4 separate regions of the Mus musculus genome follow, and regions 1, 2 and 4 are each linked to region 3. Evidence: chromatin contacts called from public HiChIP or PLAC-seq, Micro-C and promoter capture Hi-C data. All regions are on one chromosome and are shown on one strand. Each heading gives the region's core, a stretch centred on a gene start, on an enhancer-like site or on the middle of the called end of the contact. The rest is flanking DNA. Distances are from core to core; before and after follow the strand shown.

Region 1 (3,019 bases), core at 111-2,610, 300 kb after region 3:
CGGTCGACATTAGTGGGGTTTTTTTTAACACGCAAACAGAAAGATGGTGCGTGAGCTGATGACAGGACACTTCAAACGCCTTTCCCTAGGAAGGGCCTGAAGCCTTTTGTTATCCTTACCTCCAATCCACACTACAATATCCGTGCCCAATAAGTTCTGGGAAGGAAAAGGTCCCAGAGACACCTCTTTCTGTCTTTTGAAGGGGGACCTGAGAAGCGATGCGATGGCCCAGTCGTCAGGCCAAAGCCTGACAATCTTGAGTTCGAGCCCGGAGACCCACAACCCCCACAACGCAGGAAGAGAATCGACTCCTACAAAATGTCCTCTGACCCCTCCGCGAGCGCTCTCTCGCTCTCCTCCCCTCTCTCCCTCTCTCTGTCTGTCTGTCTCTCTGTCTGTCTGTCTCTCTCTCTCTCTCTCTCTCTCTCTCTCTCTCACACACACACACACACACACACACACACACTCACACGCGATCAAATAAAATGTCAAAGTGGACGTGAAACTGCGTTCAGAAACCAGGGCAAAAAACATCCTCAAAAGTGGCCTCGGGACACCAAGAGAGGAGGGAGGGGCCCCCGGAGAGCACGGAAGACCCCCAAAGAGGAAAGCCACGGGGAGGAGGAGGACCGTCCCGCCGCCCCAGCACGCCCCCCGTCCCCGCCCTCAGGCGACGCTACCTTGGGTGGCCGGATTTTGCAGATGCCCGTTTTCTCCGCAAAGGGCCGGATGCGCCCGATAAAACTCAGCGGGTCTGTGAACTCCTCCCAACTGGGCTCAAAGACCGGGCACTCGGGCGGTGGCACGAACTCCGCCGCGTAGCCCCCCGGGCCCACGGACGCCATGGTCACCAAAAAATAAAATAAAAAGCCAGGGGGGCCTGAGGTGCACAAGCGAGGAAAGGCTTGGCTGACGGCCACCAAAGCCCTCTCACGTCCCCGCACTGGGGCCGCAGCGCATCTTCTTAGGACGAGAACGAGTCCTCACAGGAGCGCCAGCCGCTCTCCCTCCGCTCGTTTGTTATTGTTTCCTTCAGGGCTTTTCCTCTCAGGGGCAGGACGCTCCCGGAAGTTAACGTGCTGCTAAATCAGTCCGCCACCGCAGGAAACAAAATCCCACCGCCGCCACGTCTAGTCGGGTCTTCTCTCCTCGCTCCCTTCCATGACGGCCGGCGGAGCTTTTTTGTTTTATTTTGGTTTTTTGTTTTCTCACAGCTTGCCTGTCAAAGTTCTGCGCCCTCCGTCCACCCCGGGTGCGCGGCCCCTCAAGGCGCCGCGACCTCTCTCGAGGAGAGGCGAGGGAAAAGCTACCCCGCAAGGTGGAACGCGCGCTTCCGGCGCGCGGAGGAATGTGTAATGCCTCGGAGAGCAGAGGTACTGCTTCCGGTAAGGGGCTTCCGGTTCCTCTTTGTGTCGGGGGTGGGGACACGAACGCAAGGTGGGCCCCTCCGTGGCTAGTCGGCCGGGTTTGTTCGTTCTCCGAGACCTGTTTTTAACATCGTTGTCTAGGTTTGGACAAGTGACGAACTCTTGGCCGAGTTTCCGCGTCTCCGTTTCCTTCTTTCGAATGCTAGTCTTGTACAACTCGTTTCGCTCGGTCGCCTTCGTACGGGTTTCTCGCTTCTCCGTGACCAATAGGTTTCAGCCCAATTCCGTCATTACATGGGCCGGCCTTCACCACCAGCTGCGACTTGCTTTTTCTCACGACACTGGGAACCTACCCATAGAGGGCCTGGCCTTGCTAGTCTAGCTGTTGGCAGCCATCCCGAAACCGTATTTGAGTAGTAAGCAGGGCCTGAAAACGCTTGCTTTGTAACCAACCCATTTCAGTTTGGTATGAAACTGGTCACCTTGTCAGAAACCTCTACTTGGAAGGCCGGGCATAGTTGCACACGCATAGAGTTCCGATCAGCAATGGCTGGTTTAAAAAAAAAAAAAGCCACGTTTCTGGTATACGGTCCTACAGTTCCTTTATGCGTCTAAGCCTGACTCTACAAGGTTGAAGGCAAGAACCGGCTCCAAAGTTATCCTGTGCCCTCCACATCCATATACCTTTATGGTGATGAAGGTAGATGCTTTAGGGGCAGTTCGAGCTGCATATGAATTTGAGGCCTGATTAGGCTACGGGAGACCTTGTAAGTAAGGAAAATCCCTGTGTGGTGGCTCAGGACTATAAACTCAATTCTGGGGAAGGAGATGTAGAAAGAGCACCATAAGGCCACATGGTACACTTATCGAGTTCCAGAATGGTCAAGAATACGGGGTAAGGGCCAGAACAGTGGCTCAGCTGTGAAGGGCACTTGCCACCAAGCTTGAAATCCTAAGTTTGATTCCTGGAACCCCATGGTTAAAGGAGAGAACTGAAAGCTGACCTCACCTTCACGCCAGGTCCACATACATTCATCTACAAATTCACACATTAAGTAATCAAAGGCTGGGGGGGTTGGAGTGGGGGGGTGGCTATCAGGTAAAACGCTGACTCATAAATAAAGGTTCTATTCTGCTAGTCAGGATCAGGAATGCAAGGAAATGGACTCAGGCTAGTTTGTTCAATTACTTTCTGTACTAGAAATTGAACCCAAGTCCTTGAACATATTAGGTAAATGTGTCCTGAGCTGTAACTCCAGTATAGTCTCCATTTCTTGCTTAAAGAAAAAAGGGAAAAAGTGATATACAGAGAAAAAATGGACATAGGAAGGTATGATGAATTATATACAATTACTAAAATATTTTATAACAAGACTTAGGTCATTTAGCATTTAATCTGAAAAAAAAAGAACTATGCACATCAAAAGAGAAATAGTAAAATTCAAAAGACTGTTTTAAATTTTTGTGTTTGTTTTTCAAGACAAGGTTTCTCTGTAGAGCCTTGGTTGTCCTGGACCTCTCTGTAGACCAGACTGGCCTCTGACTCCCAGAGATACCCCTGCCTCTACCTCCCAAGTGCTGGGAGGAGCAAAGGTGTGCACAACTGTACCTGGTATACTTGAAAATTTAAAACTCATCAAAAGTTCTTTCAT
Region 2 (2,859 bases), core at 181-2,680, 370 kb after region 3:
TTCTATCAGTCTCTTTCCCCTCTTCCTCTTCTCTTAAGGATTTTTTTGAGATGGGGGCGCGTATACATGCGGCTGCACTCACCTACACTGGAAATCAAAACCAAGGCTTTGTGTATGCTAAACATTTCTCCTACAATTGGTATGTACGCCAGATCACTCTTCTCTTCTGCAGTCTCTACCCCTAGATTTCTTTTGTCTCTGTGCTGACCTTGGCTGACTTTAAAAAGCTTGCCTTGACCTTTCTTTCAAAGCTTCTATAATCATAAAAGAAGACCTTTTATGTGGCATGAGAGTTGGGAGAAAAGAAGAGACTCGGAAGGAAATAGCGCGAATCCACCTGTGGTACGGGCAGCTTAAGGAAGATGTGCCTCTCCTTTTCATTTTTTCTTTCTTTTTAAAATATTTTATTTCTCAAATGTACATGTGTGCCTCTTTGTGTGGGTATATTCATGTGAGTGGAGGCTGGAGCAGAAGCTAGAAGAGGAAGTTGGAATTAATGGGTTTGGGGAACCCACCTCAGGCCCTGAAGAAGAGCATCATACACTCTTTTCTCTTTTCTTTTTTTGAGATTTATTTGTTTATGCGTACGTACACTGTAACTGTCTTCAGACGCACCAGAAGAGGGCATCAGATCCCATTACAGATGGCTGAGGGCCACCATGTGGTTGCTGGGAATTGAACTCAGGACCCCTGGAAGATGCTTAATCACTGAGCCATCTCATCTCTCCAGACCCAGACCATGCACTCTTAATAGATGAGCCATCTCTACAGTTCTGCCAGACCCCCTTTCCATTTCCCTAGTTCTTTCATGGTTCTGGGATGGAACCCAGGGCCTCCTGAATGCTAAGCATTTGGTCTGCTCTTGAGTGGCCCCTCCATTTTTTTTTTTTTTTTAATCTCCAACAATCTTTCACCCAAAACACCTAAAACTGGAGAAACTCCTTGTAAAGGCTCCCCTGGTGCCTTTCAGTTGTAGTTGCGCCAGGGAAAAAACGGTATTCAAATTTGACTTGGAAGACAGTTAAGATTGAATGAAGTGTCAGTTAATTGTGACTAGGGTCTTTCTAGGTAGAGAAAGGTCCTGAGGCCAAAGTCACAGAGGTCACTTAAAAAAAATGTGTCTCAGCCCCACAGCAAGCTTCGAAAGAGCGCCTTCGAATATCTTGACGGTGACTGGGTTTTCTTGGTTCACAGAGTCCATGTCTTAGCTCGCATCTTCTTTCAGTCCCATATCCCTCATCATCACCCCACACACCCTCCCACATAACTCCAAGCCGGTGAGTACGCCAGGGACCAGCTCTCTCTGGCCCCACCTCTCCCCTTCCCTCATTCTCTAGGGGGCGGGGCCCACCTGCGCCTGGGGGCGGGGCCAAGGCGTGGGCGGGACAGGTAGGGAGTAAGGTAATGCTCGGAGCTGAGAGAAAGCGCCCTAACTGCAGCAAGCAAGCGCAGGGGCCGGAGGGCAACTAGGAGAGCCTCCTGGGCAGAGCGCTGGAGTGAGAAAGAAGAGAGGGAGGGAGGTGGCGGGCCTGCGACGAGGAGAGGCGTGGAGCGGACACTTGGGGAGGAGGAGCCCGGCTCCGCGGCCGGAGAACGACCTGCGAGGCACCCGCGCAGCCCAGGATCACCCCAACGCGTCGAGCATGAGCAGTCGGCCCGCTGGAGAGCGACCCGGGGAGACTGGCTGTGCGCCGCGCTGAGCGGCGGAGCCGGGCCGGAACGACGGGTGGGTAGCGGGTGCTGGAGCGGCAGGCTGGGCGAAGCGCCATGGGGAGCCCCCGCGCCGCGTTGCTGATGCTGCTCCTGCGCCCGATCAAGCTGCTGAGGAGGCGCTTCCGGCTGCTGCTGCTGCTCGCCGTAGTATCGGTGGGACTCTGGACTCTGTATCTGGAGCTGGTGGCGTCGGCCCAGGCCGGCGGGAACCCCCTGAACCACAGTAAGTAGCGCCGGGGGGCGAGGAGGTGGCGGAGGTGGGCGGGCGCTCCGGGCGGGGACCCGCCTCTCCGAGCTGATTCCAGGTGCCGGCGCCGCCCCGCGCTTTCCTGGGGACCTGGGCTTGTCGAGGCCACTGTGGGTCGCTGATCCTGGCCTGCCCACTCAGGACAGAGTGGAGCCGGGACGCTCTCAGGACATCCGGAGCGCTGGTGGAGGATTGGGGCGCCTTCCACCGTGCGGGAGCCACAGCCTCGCGGGACAGAGCTGTTTGCGAGCGCGGGCTCTGGGGCTGCGGCGCACTCGGCCACACGCTGCGATCAGAGCCTCCCCAACTTTGCCCTCGGCTTGCTGGAGTGGTTGGCTCGCTGTTTCCCCTCCAGCCGAGCTTTCGGGGGTTCCTTTTCAAAAAGCACCTCCGAGAGAGACGCCTGGCCTTCCCGCCTTGCGTGCGCCTCTTTTTCCAAGAGTCCCACCTCCTGAATGCGTGGTTCTCTGCTGGTCCAGACTGCCTCCTCCAGTGTTTTCACACTCTCCGCAATACCCACAGATCTAACAAACTCCCCAGACCCCGCCCAAGGCGACCCTGCCATGAGTAAATTCCTACTTGTATTTTTATTTCATCAAAGCACTCAAGTTTCTGCTTAGGAAAAGGGGAGGAAATGGCCTATCCCCTCTTCAATGGATATGATTATTACCCACAGTGACTTTCAGTATACTTTTGATAGGCTTAATAAAATTAAAAGTCATCTAGTAGCCAGAAAGGAGTGGAGAAGTTTCGAGAAGGGTCAGGTGCTCTTCTCCAGCCTTGAGGGGGGGGGGTGTGGGGGGAAGTTCTACTTCATCTTCTCACTGGGTCTCACTTTCCTGCTTTAAGAAACTCAAAGACTACCCTCCTGGTAGATTTTTTTGGCCAACAGTTTTTCT
Region 3 (2,700 bases), core at 49-2,548:
AAAAAAAAAAGGGTGATTAAGTCCCTACAGACAGGAAAAAAAGCAACTCAACCTGCCAACCAATCAGTATTTCACAATTCCTTCCAAAAATAAATGCCAGGATGCTGCTTCGGACCATCTTATACATTCCGTTTCCCACACTCCCGCCACCGTCCTTGTCATTAGGACCCTCGGATTTTAGTCCAGTTATCACAAAGCCTCGGGTCTTGAAAGCACCTTCGGCCTGGCCAGAAAGCCATTCCTTTCCTCCTCGCTCGCCCGGGGGAATAATGGTGGCGAAATCAACTCAGAGAGAGAGCTCCCGGAATACGGACGGCTGCGCCTTCCTCCGTAGAGGAGCTGTTTTAAAAGGGAGGGGGGCCCAAACTTTCCCTCCACAGTCTCGGCGTCCCGAGCGACGGTGAGCGACGGGCGGTCCCACAAGGAGAACGCCCCAAGCCCAGGCCCCATCTGCGCCCGCCCGAAGTTGACTCGAAGCGCCCGAGAGTTACGGGCCTCCGCAAGTCCGCCAAGTGCGACCCGGGCGAGCGTCTCCCGAGCAACGCCGCCCCTGCCCGAGGCCGCTCCCGCCCCGCCGCTGTGGCCCCCGGCGCGTGAGCCCGCATCGCGTCCCGGTCCCCGCCTGAGCAGCTGCTCGCCGCCTCCGAGGCTCCAGCGGGGAGCGCGCGCGCACTCTCGCCCTCAGACCGGCCGAGAAGTCCCGGGAGAGCCCCGGGGTCCCGCGCCGACAAAAGCAGGCTCGACCCCCGCCGGCGAGAGCGCGCGGGGCCACGGGGAGCCCGTGCCGGCCGCCAGCCTCGTGCCCGCCGCCGAGCCCCCTCGCCGCCCGCACTCCGCGCCAAGTCGGCGGCCCGCGACTCCCCGCAGAGAAGCGCGGAGAAAGGGCGCAGCGCCGGCTACTCACCTCGATCTCGAAGTCGGGCAGGCGGAACGCCGTGCGAAAGAGCGAGCAGAAGTGCGCGATGGCCGGGACTTCCCACCAGGAGCGGAGCTCGCCCAGCCCGGCCGCGCCGCCTTCCTCCGGGCACATCTCCCCGCCGCGCTCGCTCACTCGCTCTCGCTCGCTCGCTCGGACTCCGGCCGCCGGCAGCGCCTCTCACTCAGCGCGCGGCGGCTCCCGCCGCTCGGCGTGAGCTCAAGCGGAGGCGCGGCCGGGCGGGGGGCGGCGGTCCGACTCGCTCAAGCGGCCGCTGCTCGGGCAGCCGGCGGGGGCCGCGCGCTCGCCCCGTCCCGCCGCGGCCGTGCGGCCGCCCCCAATCCCATACAATATAATCCACTCAGCGCTGAGGAAAACAGATGGGGCTGGGGGTGGGGAGGGGGCCCGGCAGAAACCTGGGAGGAGGGGCCGCCCACGAGGAGGGGGCGGGGCCGGCGCGCACCACAACAACAACCCCGCCCCCACCCCTGCGCGGACAGCTGCACCGAGGGCGGGGGAGGGGGAGCGGGCGAGCCGCGCCCGGGGAGGGGCCGCCCGTGACGCGGAGGGGCCCGCGCGCAGCCCGCGGGCGGCCGGGCGGGTGGGAGCCGCGCTCTGCCGTGCAGGTGTTTGGGGCCGGGGAGTTCGGCGACTTTGGTGACGGAAGACAATAAGGGTCTCTCCCACCCCCACGTGGCCTCAGTGGTCGAGTCCTTTTAAAGGGCCCGCGGGGTGGTGCTCTTGCTGGGGACTCGCTCCGGGAGTGCGCACGTGTGGGATTTCAGTTATTACTGCTGTGGAGGGTGGCGCGGGACAGAGCGAGTGGGACGTCCACGCTGGAAACCGGAGGCCCGGGGAAACGACGCGCTTTCCACCTGTTCTTTAGCGCTTTTTTATTTTTATTATTATTACTATTATTAGCCTATCTGAGAACGGGACTTAAGGGAGCGCTAAAGTGCCTCGCTTCTCCAAGGGAAGAAGGTGGTGGGGCTGGTTCGGCTGGAACCGAGTAGGATGGAGGGGTAGAGTGTGGCGGGAAGGGTGGAGTAGGGGGGAGGCACCAATCAGCAGCCTAGCGGGAAGAGCAATTTCCCCCACCCCAGGGAACGGACACGTGCAGCCGCCCTGGAGGAGACTGGCTTTGAGCCCTCTGACTGCCCTCGCCGGAGCGGAGCGCGGCTGCTGCGGGCGCGAGTGCTCACAATGTGGCTGGGAGGCTGGGGGATGGGGAAGAGCCTGGAGACTAAGGACGTGTGTCCGGGTGGGGGTGGAGACCTGCCCGGGCTGCGGGAATACGCTCCGAGAGGAAGGTGCTCGGACTTTAGAAAAGTTAACTGCTATTTAGGACGGTGGAATTCTGTCTAAACCGGAAGGGGAAAAAATCACCCCCGAAATAGCCCAGAAGTTTGGAAAAACTACGTTGTAGTAGCGCCTATTTGTATTGGTCATTTGCGCTTGAGCAGTTCTACTCTAAGAGTCCTGGCTGCTTCTTTAGTCCACCTCGCCAGAAACACCGCCCCTTAGGTGCACTCAAATTCGGCTGTTTAGATAGGTACAACCCTGGAAAGAATAATAGGGAGCGAGTTTGTGAGATAGATGTGTAAGTGGGAGGCCTGGCTCGTTCCTCCTCCCTCACCTATTCTAATTACTTTAATAACTAACCTCTTGTGTCTTTGTAAGGCAGCACTTAAAAACACTAAAATCCTTAAGTTATATATCCAAGTGTGCCTTTTGTGAGCCAACTAACCTTAAGATACTTCATCTTCCCTCACACTGCCCTGTAG
Region 4 (2,700 bases), core at 83-2,582, 460 kb before region 3:
GCCATTGTCCATGACGTCTAGAAGAGGGTATTGGAACCCCTGGAGCTGGCGTTACAGATGGTGGTTAACTACCGTGTAGGTGCTAGGGATCAAGCCTAGATTTTTGGAAGAGCAGTCAATGCTCTTAACCACTGAGCCTTTGCTTCAGTCCTTTAACCTTCTGTTTCCTTTTATTTTGTTTCGTTTGGAGACAGTGTCTCACTATTAAGCTCCAACTGTCATAGAACTCACTCTGTAGACCAGGCTGGCCTCAAACTCACAGAGATACACCTGCTTCTGTCTCCCAAGTGCTGGGATTAAAGGTGTGCACCATTACATCTGGCTTAATCTGTTCTTGAAGTACACTTTTTTTTTTGTCCAATTTCTTTTTAACTTTTTGTTTTTGCTTTTCTGTTTCCCTCATTGTTGGATACAGAACTCTTACATAGTGAATAAGAACCCCATGTCCTGAGTTGCTTCCCCAGTTCTTCACTGAAAAAATTTTTCTCTCTAGTATTTTAGTGTTGTTTTTGTTTGTTTGAGGGTCAGGAGTTCAAAGTCACCCTTAACTATTAATATACAGTTCAAAGCCAGCCTTCCATATTTAATGAGACTCTTGCCTTTTAAAAAGGAAAGAATAAAAAGAAATAAAATTGTTTTCCAGAATAATTATATTGTTAAGGTGTTAATCTTTCAGGGTTTAGAATTTAGAGATATTTTATCACTTAGGATTATGGCCTTTGGATTGAGTCTTTGGGGATCAAAGCCTGCGTTCACGATCAAAATTAACATTGTAACAAGAACAACTTAATTTGATAAGCATTTTCTAAGACAACTTTGTATCTTTGATCCTAGGGCTCAAAGAGGTTAAATGACCCTCCCATTAGCATCCTTTGCTTGGTCCCTTCTCTAGCTCCCCGGAGCTCGCCCGCGGCTGGCACCCGCTGGGAGTTCTGTTTTCAAGAGCAAGCCTAGCAAACATTCTGTTCTGTGTGCAGCGGGATCCTCTGGGGCAGGGCGCCTGGGATAGTGCTGGAATTTCTAATCCTTATGATGTTCCTGTGTGTGTTGACTGGGGAGGGAAAAGAGGAGAAAAAGGATAGCAGGGGTAGTTCGGGTTTGGATTTAGGTTTGAGTCGAAAGAACGATTTATCTGTGCTGGAACTTCATTTCATTTGGGTCACTTGAGGCTCAACCGATGCCCAGGAGAGAGGCCAACGCATCATCGCTTATCCGTTACCTTTCCTCCACAGCCTTCCCCAGCCACCAGGGTAGGCGCCTGCTCCTGGTTACCGTGGCAACCGCGAGGAGCCCTAGACAGCTCTGCTACGGCACTTTCTGCAGCCCTAGCTGAGATGCAGCGGTGAGGGAGGACAGACAGAGGCAGACCCCGGGTTCTTCGTTCCTTCTTCGCTGCTCCGATGAAAGAAGTGTGCCTCGGGGCTTCTGAGTGAGAACCTTTGATGGGATTCTAGCTGGAAGGTGGAGTCACCACACTCAGGATGCATGCAGCCACAACAGCAGCACCTGTGTCCTGAGGACCAGCCAATCTGGGGAGGCAAGCTCTCACCGGCGAGGAAGATGCGGGTGTGAAGCCCCAAGTCCGTAAGTACCACCAAATCTCCCCTTGGGTGAGCAAACCCCTTAAAGAAAAAGGTTCTGTGTCTTGATTGACGCCTTTAAAAATATTTATCACATCTTTCAATTGTTTATGCCTTGCTTTGCCTTTCTGACATATGTGGGATTCTTGGAACAATTCTGTCTGCCTTTAAACGCATGGCTCTCTTAAGCAGTGGGAGCTACACCCGGGTATCCTTGTCTCCTTTACCGCACAACGCCCCATCAGCGGATACCGTGCACCATAAGCACACGCCCCAAAGACTGAGAAACACAGCGCTCAGTTTCTTAGCCAATACCGTCCAATTTTCTTTATTCTTTAACACCCCCCCACAACCCCCACCAAAGAAATAACATCCCTAGGCAAGCCAGTGGTATGCCAGTCGGAGGACTGCCCGGGGATCCTCACGACACCGTGTCCTTCCTGCAAGCTCAATGTGAATCCATTAGCTCATCCACAGGCGACAATTGTTACACTCGGAGGGACATTCATTTCGGTCCAGTAGAGGGCGCCGGCGCTCGCCTCCACAACCGGGTAAACAGGCCAGAGATGCCATCCCCACAAGCACAGGCATGCACGTGCCCCTGGCTGCGGAGGACTCGGCGCAAGTCAGCCTCTGTCGAGCGTTAACAAAGGGATGGTTATGTTGGTTCCCCTCTGGAAGTCAATGGAAGGGCGAAAAGAGACTTTCGGAGCACTGCGTTTGTTTCAGAACCGAGGGAGCATGTTTCCAGGGCAAAGTACTTTCTGTATATTCGTCAGGTCCTCTCCCCCCCCCACCCCCACCCCCGTCAACCCCTCCTCTCCCACCTCCCACCCCCAATCTATTCTTGCCTAGCCATGGCACTAGGACGAAGTGTTTAGAATGTATCGCGTTGGAAAGACAGGAGAAAAGGGGGAGAGACCTAGATGGAATGAGCGATAAAGGGACGGCTGCACTGCTGGCCCCTGCAGTAGTCCGCCCTAGCTACTGGGGTCTTCCCAAGTGATTCTAAAGCACCGAGGTTGCCCGCCACCATTCTAATCAGGATGACGTATACAGGTGAACTCCGTACGCTGCTGCTGGAGGGCGGGGTATATTGTTTTTGTGATGCGCGACTAGC

What was found. Promoter capture Hi-C pulls out the DNA fragments that hold promoters and counts their contacts. A called contact is a pair of places that touch in the nucleus more often than the background predicts. HiChIP or PLAC-seq counts read pairs in DNA pulled down with a chosen protein or histone mark.
Region 1: a contact with region 3 is called in an H3K27ac HiChIP or PLAC-seq map of extraembryonic endoderm stem cells. The contact joins the promoter of Kdm5a here to the promoter of Cecr2 in region 3. A contact is called at or near these places in 6 of 39 promoter capture datasets (embryonic stem cells, hippocampal neurons, liver and 2 more), 5 of 484 Hi-C or Micro-C datasets (all in embryonic stem cells), 1 of 115 datasets of contacts at active chromatin or transcription factors (extraembryonic endoderm stem cells) and 2 of 9 other capture datasets (adipose tissue and pancreatic islet).
Region 2: a Micro-C map of embryonic stem cells shows a contact between it and region 3, with 5 times the contacts expected there. The contact joins the promoter of B4galnt3 here to the promoter of Cecr2 in region 3. A contact is called at or near these places in 4 of 39 promoter capture datasets (the 3T3-L1 cell line, hematopoietic stem and progenitor cells, hippocampal neurons and 1 more), 2 of 484 Hi-C or Micro-C datasets (both in embryonic stem cells) and 1 of 9 other capture datasets (liver).
Region 4: a promoter capture Hi-C map of liver shows a contact between it and region 3, with 2.2 times the contacts expected there. The contact joins the promoter of Mical3 here to the promoter of Cecr2 in region 3. A contact is called at or near these places in 1 of 39 promoter capture datasets (liver), 1 of 484 Hi-C or Micro-C datasets (embryonic stem cells) and 2 of 115 datasets of contacts at active chromatin or transcription factors (extraembryonic endoderm stem cells and trophoblast stem cells).

Annotation. Positions count from the first base shown.
Region 1 is chr6:120,362,440-120,365,458 of GRCm38.p6, reverse strand. Kdm5a (lysine (K)-specific demethylase 5A) reads right to left here and starts at 1,360. Exons shown (of 28, transcript NM_145997.2): 1 at 681-1,360. The coding sequence starts at 845. It also overlaps a transcript of Ccdc77 not described here.
Region 2 is chr6:120,293,468-120,296,326 of GRCm38.p6, reverse strand. It overlaps B4galnt3 (beta-1,4-N-acetyl-galactosaminyl transferase 3), which reads left to right and starts at 1,430. Exons shown (of 20, transcript NM_198884.2): 1 at 1,430-1,936. The coding sequence starts at 1,768.
Region 3 is chr6:120,664,912-120,667,611 of GRCm38.p6, reverse strand. Cecr2 (CECR2, histone acetyl-lysine reader) reads right to left here and starts at 1,298. Exons shown (of 19, transcript NM_001368706.1): 1 at 905-1,298. The coding sequence starts at 1,030.
Region 4 is chr6:121,129,654-121,132,353 of GRCm38.p6, reverse strand. It overlaps Mical3 (microtubule associated monooxygenase, calponin and LIM domain containing 3), which reads left to right and starts at 1,332. Exons shown (of 32, transcript NM_001270475.1): 1 at 1,332-1,584.